Regions from separate parts of the Nomascus leucogenys genome. Here region 2 is linked to region 1. The links are chromatin contacts, called in public Hi-C maps. All regions are on one chromosome and are shown on one strand. The core of a region is the stretch at or near the end of the contact, and the rest is flanking DNA. Distances in the headings are between cores, read along the strand shown.

Region 1 (2,993 bases), core at 247-2,746:
TATCCCTCTCCCTTGCTCCTGGCTGATGTCCCTGACCCTGCCCCCACACACTTGGGCCTGGCTTCCCTTCTTCTCTTCCCACCTGAGATCTGGGCTCTGAGCTGTTGCACCCGACCTGGGCTGACCCTCAGGCCCCCTGCCTGGTACCAGGGGCCTCCTCAACCTGAGGGCCAGGGTTGGGCTGTCTCCACTGTGCAGCCTGCTGGGTCCTGCCCCCAAATGCCAGAGCCCTGCCTCCTGGCAGCTGCATCTACATGAGCTGCTTCCTCAAGCCTGGGGGACTGGGGGCAGAGTGCCTGCAGGAGGCCTACATTGGTGATGGGCAAGCTGAAGATGCGCTCGCGGTTGTTGTAGAGCATGGCCAGCTGCTGGCAGTCCTTCAGCTGCTTCTTGACACGCCGTACCTCATTGGCGATCTCGTGTGCCCGCGAAATCTCCACGTGGATGGAGAAGCCAGCTACCACCAGCTGCAGGCCAAGGAGCAATGGGTCAGATGCCCCTGCAGCCCCACTTGTGTCCACGCCTTCCCATGCAAACCCAGGGAACTGGAGGTCCCAGAACGTCCACTCCTCCCAGTTCTAAGGAGGTTGTTCTCCTGGAGTGAGCAGGTTCCTCACAGCAAAGCTAGGGGAGACCCAGTGCCCTGACACTGTGCCCACTGCCCAGTAGGCCGCCAAGGACACAACAGAAGAGCTGGGGACTTTACTGCTCTGAATCTTTCTGGAGCTTGCTGCCTAGGCATCTCTTTGGCCTTTGGGTTCATTCTTTCAGCCATTTATTCATTCATCCATCTGCTCGCCTATCACATGTTGACTCAGCACCTCCTGAATGCAAGAAGTGAGGCCAGGCCCTGGAGAACTGTGCATGTATGTGGTGGGGGGTGTGTCTAGCACCAAGCCTGCAGCCGTGCCCCACCTGCAGCCCTTCCAGCTTCTCTTGGAAGTTGTTCTGATCCATGATCTGGATTTTGCGGAACTTCTCCTCATCCTCCACATGCTGCTGCTGCACCAGCTCTATCTGCCCAAGGATCTTAGAAGGCCAGTTGCTGGCAATCCATCTGGCCGGGATGGGGGTGGAGATTGGGAGAAATATCATGGCTGAAGTGGTGGAGTGGCAAGGCCAGGCAGGGGCATCCCACCAGGCACCCAGGCAGCCAGTGAGAAGGGGTTCAGGGGAAATCCAGGCAGCTGTGGAGGCCACTTGGGGCCGGACAACTGGGAAGTACAGGTGAGCTGGGAGGCGCGACTGCCACCATCAGGGAGGCTGCCCTGCCCCCTGGGAGCTGCAGTCTGCATCCAGTGAGATGCAGACCCAAGGTGCCCAGTGTAGTGACAGGGACCAAGGGGAAGTGAGAAGAGTGAGGCCAAGTTCCCCTCTTAAGCCTCAGGGGCCAGAGGGGCCTTTCCTCAGAGAAGGCAAAGCCACAGTCTCTAGCCAGGGCCCTCAGGCCAGCTGCCTTCAGGTCAGACCAACTCCCTTTGCCCAGCTGACACAGGGGATCTGTGGGATGTGGGGCTTCCACCTGCAGCCGGCCTGGGGACGCTGGCCCTGGGGGAGTTCCCCCTGAGCACCCAGGTGCCCTGTCTGCCAGTATCTCCCTTTCCTGGGCAGGGCCCTGACGGTCCTGACTCCCCCAACATCTGTGAGGCAGCACTGGGTATGGAGTCTCTGGCGGCCTCAGTAAGGCTTGGTTGGAAAAGGGCACCTAAGGCTGTTTCCCACAAGGCTTTTGACTTGGGTGGGGACAAATGCCCCTCTCCAGGGACTGCCCACCAGGCTGAGCTTTGCCTCTCTCAGTGCTCCCAAGAACCCCAAAGGGCACCAGCCACAAACAGGAAACCCTAGGTCCACAGTAAAATACGTGTGTCAGGCTGGGCGTGGTGGCTCACGCCTATAATCCTAGCTGTTTGGGAGGGCGAGGCGGGTGGATCACCTGAGGTCAGGAGTTCGAGACCAGCCTACATGGTGAAACCCCTGAAAATATAAAAATTAGCCAGGCATGGTTGTGGGCACCTGTAATCCCAGCTACTCAGGAGGCTGAGGCAGGGAAAATCACTTGAACCCTGGAGGCGGAGGTTGCAGTGAGCTGAGATGGCGCCACTGCACTCCAGCCCGGGTGACAGAGCAAAACTCTATTCCAAAAAACAACAAGCAAAACGTGTGCCAGGCCATTGACAGGACAGACACAGGGTTGGGGAGCAGCTGAGGCCAAGAGGCCCAAATGAATTCCTTCTGCCCCACTGGCCACCTGGCCCTGGCTGGTCCCAGCCCATGTGTGGAGCCCTGGCTTCTGGAATGTCAGTGGGGTGTTTCTGGGGAGACTGCACAGACTGTGGCAGCTGGGGCATTTGGGAGCCTCTGCAGCTTAGCAGCTCCCCTCATGCTCCACCCCGCACCTGGCATGGGGGCCAAGCTCCCACTCACTTGTCATTGAAGTCATCTGAGCTGAGGTTGTAGAGGAATTCATCCATGACCTGGTAGTCATCCATGACCTTCACAATCCGCTCCTGCACAGACAGGTGGTAATGAGAACTTCACGTGTGCCAGGGAGGGGGTGGGTAATTGGAACCCGGCTCCCCAGAGAGATGGGTACTAGAGAGGGGCTGCTCTCTTTCAGAGTGGGGAGGCCTGGGCCAGGGGAGGAGGCCCAGGGTGCAAGGGCAGCATCAGGCTCAGGGCTCCAAGAGCCATGGCTGCCACACCTCCAGCTTCCAGCCCCCCTACCCCCAGACAGCAGAGCTCTGAAGCCACAGATCACAACCCCCTAAACCCCACCTGTCCTCTGTCCAACTACCTCACCCTCAGCCTCCTGAGTCCGACCTCCCAGCCCCTGCCTGCCCCAGCCCTCAGACTCTTAACACCAGCCCTGTGCCTCCCTGGTCCCAGTGCCCATGTGCCTGCCTCACCTCCAGGCCCACCAGCCTCTCCGGGATGCCCTTCATCCACTCTCGCAGCTCAGCCAGCTCCTCAATGCTGTTGGGCTTCTCATAGAT
Region 2 (2,993 bases), core at 369-2,868, 62 kb after region 1:
AGAGCCCAAGGGCTGAAGTAAGCAAAGGCCAGGCCCCCATAACTGAGCCCATAGCCATTTTCCCCACTGGGCAGAGTAAAAGCTAAAGAAGCCTTGGGGTGAAGGTCAGGAAGCTGTAGAGGGGTATAGGAACAACAAAGACCCAAAGAGCTCATCTGTACTACATATTTACTATTGCATCTACTTTAATAAATGCCTACCATAAATGCTGCAAGCTGACTTCATCAGCAAGTATGGACCGAGCAGGGTAAGGAGGCTGGGAATTGAGGTTCCAGCTCTACTATAGGTTTTCCAAGTGGCTGGGACACCTCCATTTCTCTCACTGGGCCTGATCCACAAAATGAGACATGAGGTGAGATTAACACTACGCTCTCCCCTTAACAACCTCAGGCTCTCTGATACTGTCCACTGCAACACAGATCTCAAACACCGGTTTACCCCACACCCAAATATGGTGGTTACTTCTAGACTCTGACCATTTTGTCTGCCTAGTTCTCAGCTCTCCTATAAGAAGACAGCCATGCCTGACTTCTGTTGTGAAAGGGAACACAGAGGGCATCGTCATGGGGATTCTGAAAATGGGTCCAGTTTTGGCCAGGGGGACCCCTGGAGCTTGCCTATTAGGCTCAGAGCTAAAAGCATCTTAGCAACTAAGACAGCCGGTCTTTATAGCCTGGGTGAAATTTGTATCTATTTCCCAGATGGACAAGAGCCTAGAAGATCCCAGCCTTGTCACTGGATATGAGCACAGGACAGGGGGATGCTCAATGCTAAGGCTGCCACAGAAAATACAGGACGTCCGGTTAAATTTGAATTTCAAATAAACAAGTAATTTTTAAAGTATAAGTATGTGCATACAATGTTTAGGACTTAACAATTATTCGTCGTTTATCTTAACTCAAATTTAACTGGACGTGGCCGGGCGCAGTGGCTCACGCCTGTAATTCCGGCACTTTGGAAGGCTGAGGCGGGCGCATCACCTGAGGTCAGGAGTTCGAGACCAGCCTGACCAACATGGTGAAACCCCGTCTCTACTAAAAATACAAAAATTAGCCAGGTGTGGTGGGCGCCCGTAATCCCAGCTACTCGGGAGACTGCGGCACGAGAATCGTTTGAACCGGGGAGGCGGAGGTTGCAGTGAGCCGAGATCGCGCCACTGCACTCCAGCCTGGGTGACAGAGTGAGATTCTATCTCAAAAAACAATTTAACTGGACGCTTTACATTTTTATTTGCTAAGTCCTCCAATTCTATCCAAGACGTGGTCTCTCCGAAACTCCGGGAGGCTCCTGAGCAAAACACGGAAATAGGAAGACTACCGGCCTAGACTCCTCCCAGCCACCAAAGGGGGCTGGCACCTTTTCCGGCTTTCCCCAGCCAGTAGGGGCCGGAAGTTACGTCATCCTAAGGTAGGGCCTTCGCGAGGGAAATGGTTGCCGCGTAATTCCCGGTGATGCGAGAAAGAAGGGCCTGCTGCCACCAGGACCCGTCGTCGCCCAGCCCAGGGATTGCTTCTGAAGGTCATGCGAGCCCTGGCGGCGCAGACTTACCAGCCCACAGCTCCGGGCCGCGGTGCCCAGCGCTGGAGAACGGAAGTACTCGCGGGTGGGCGGAGCGGAAGCCGGAAGTGTGGGTGGGTGGAGCGGCGCAGGCGGGTGCGAGCTCTGGCCGAAGCCGGTGTCCGGGAGGGGAGAGTTTAGGATATTGGCTCTTTGCTGGCCACCGACAGACCTGGAAGGAGTCACCTTCAGTCCTCATTTTTTTAATCTCTACATTGAGGGTAATGATCCCCGCCTCACCGATTGCCGATTTTTATTTTGAGACGGGGTCTCACTCTGTCGCCCAGACTGGAGTGCAGAGGCGCGGTTTCGGCCCAATACAACCTCCGTCTCCCGGATTCAAGCGATTCTCATGCCTCAGCCTCCCGAGTAGCTGGGATTACAGGCATGTGCCACCACTCCGGGCTAATTTTTGTATTTTTTAATAGAGACGGGCTTTCGCCATGTTGGCCAGGCTGGTCTCGAACGCCTAACCTCAAGCGATCCACCCACCTCAGCCTCCGAAAGTGATGGGATTACAGACTTGAGCCTCCGTGCCCGGCCCCTCCCTTCCTTTATCCTCTACGATCAGTCAGCAGATGCACCCTGAGTGTCAGGCACTGAGCTGAGCAAACGAACTGAGAATCACTACTTCCCCACAACTCACCCCTTCCCCACAACTCACCCCTTCCCCACAACTCACCCCTTCTGGAGCCAGATTAAGTAATTCCCGCTCCTCTCCATGGCTTTTATTCCACAACTTACTATTGTTCTTCCCTCTCCCACCATGGGCCACCAAATACAGCTGTGGCTTAGCAAGAGTTCCATTCTGCGATCCTCAAGCACATAAGCGGCACGTAAACTCAAATGACTCTGGGCCTACCTCGCTGTCCCTGCTCTCATCCTGGGCCCACCCTGAGCTGGCTGGATGCCTTCCCACATTCATAAGATGAGTCCTGATCAGACTCCAAAAATACAAAACAGTTCACTGTTCTTACTGATGTTTTCTTAGGGAGATAGAGGAGAGAGTTGCATCACAAATCACACACTTGATTTCCTAACAATTTTACTGAAACATGTTTCTTGGCAGGGCGCAGTGTTTCACGCCTGTAATCCCAACATTGGGGAGGCCAAGGTGGGTGGATCGCTTGAGCCTAGGAATGCGAGACCAGCCTGGGAACATGGCGAAACTTATCTCTACCAAAAAAAAAAAAAAAAAAAGAGCCAGGTGTGGTGGCATGCTCCTGTAGTCCCAGCTACTCGGGAGGCTGAGATGGGAGGATCACCTGAGCCTGGGAGGTAGAGGCTGCAGTGAACCTTGATCACGCCACTGCACTCCAGCCTGGGCCCCTGTCTCAAAAACCAACCAACAAACAAAAACACATTTTCTTCTCTTGTTTTTGAGGTGGAGTGTTGCTCTGTCACCCAGGCTGGAGTGCAATGACACAATCTCAGCT

What was found. Hi-C and Micro-C count contacts between places; a contact is called where the count stands out from the background.
Region 2: a contact with region 1 is called in a Hi-C map of an unstated tissue, with 2.8 times the contacts expected there. The contact joins the promoter of GLYCTK here to the enhancer-like site in region 1. A contact is called at or near these places in 2 of 4 Hi-C or Micro-C datasets (a lymphoblastoid cell line and an unstated tissue).

What each region holds. Positions count from the first base shown.
Region 1 is chr4:99,407,660-99,410,652 of Asia_NLE_v1, forward strand. DNAH1 (dynein heavy chain 1, axonemal) reads right to left here. Exons shown (of 79, transcript XM_030811652.1): 16 at 2,907-2,993; 17 at 2,425-2,507; 18 at 916-1,057; 19 at 312-467. Among named protein-coding and RNA genes, the nearest start is that of DNAH1, 34 kb to the right of the region's middle. Within about 2 kb of position 1,497, the one cell type or tissue checked has an H3K27ac peak away from gene starts, as active enhancers do. A contact at or near this core is called in a lymphoblastoid cell line, where this site is marked.
Region 2 is chr4:99,469,834-99,472,826 of Asia_NLE_v1, forward strand. GLYCTK (glycerate kinase) reads right to left here and starts at 1,619. Exons shown (of 5, transcript XM_012498728.2): 1 at 1,549-1,619.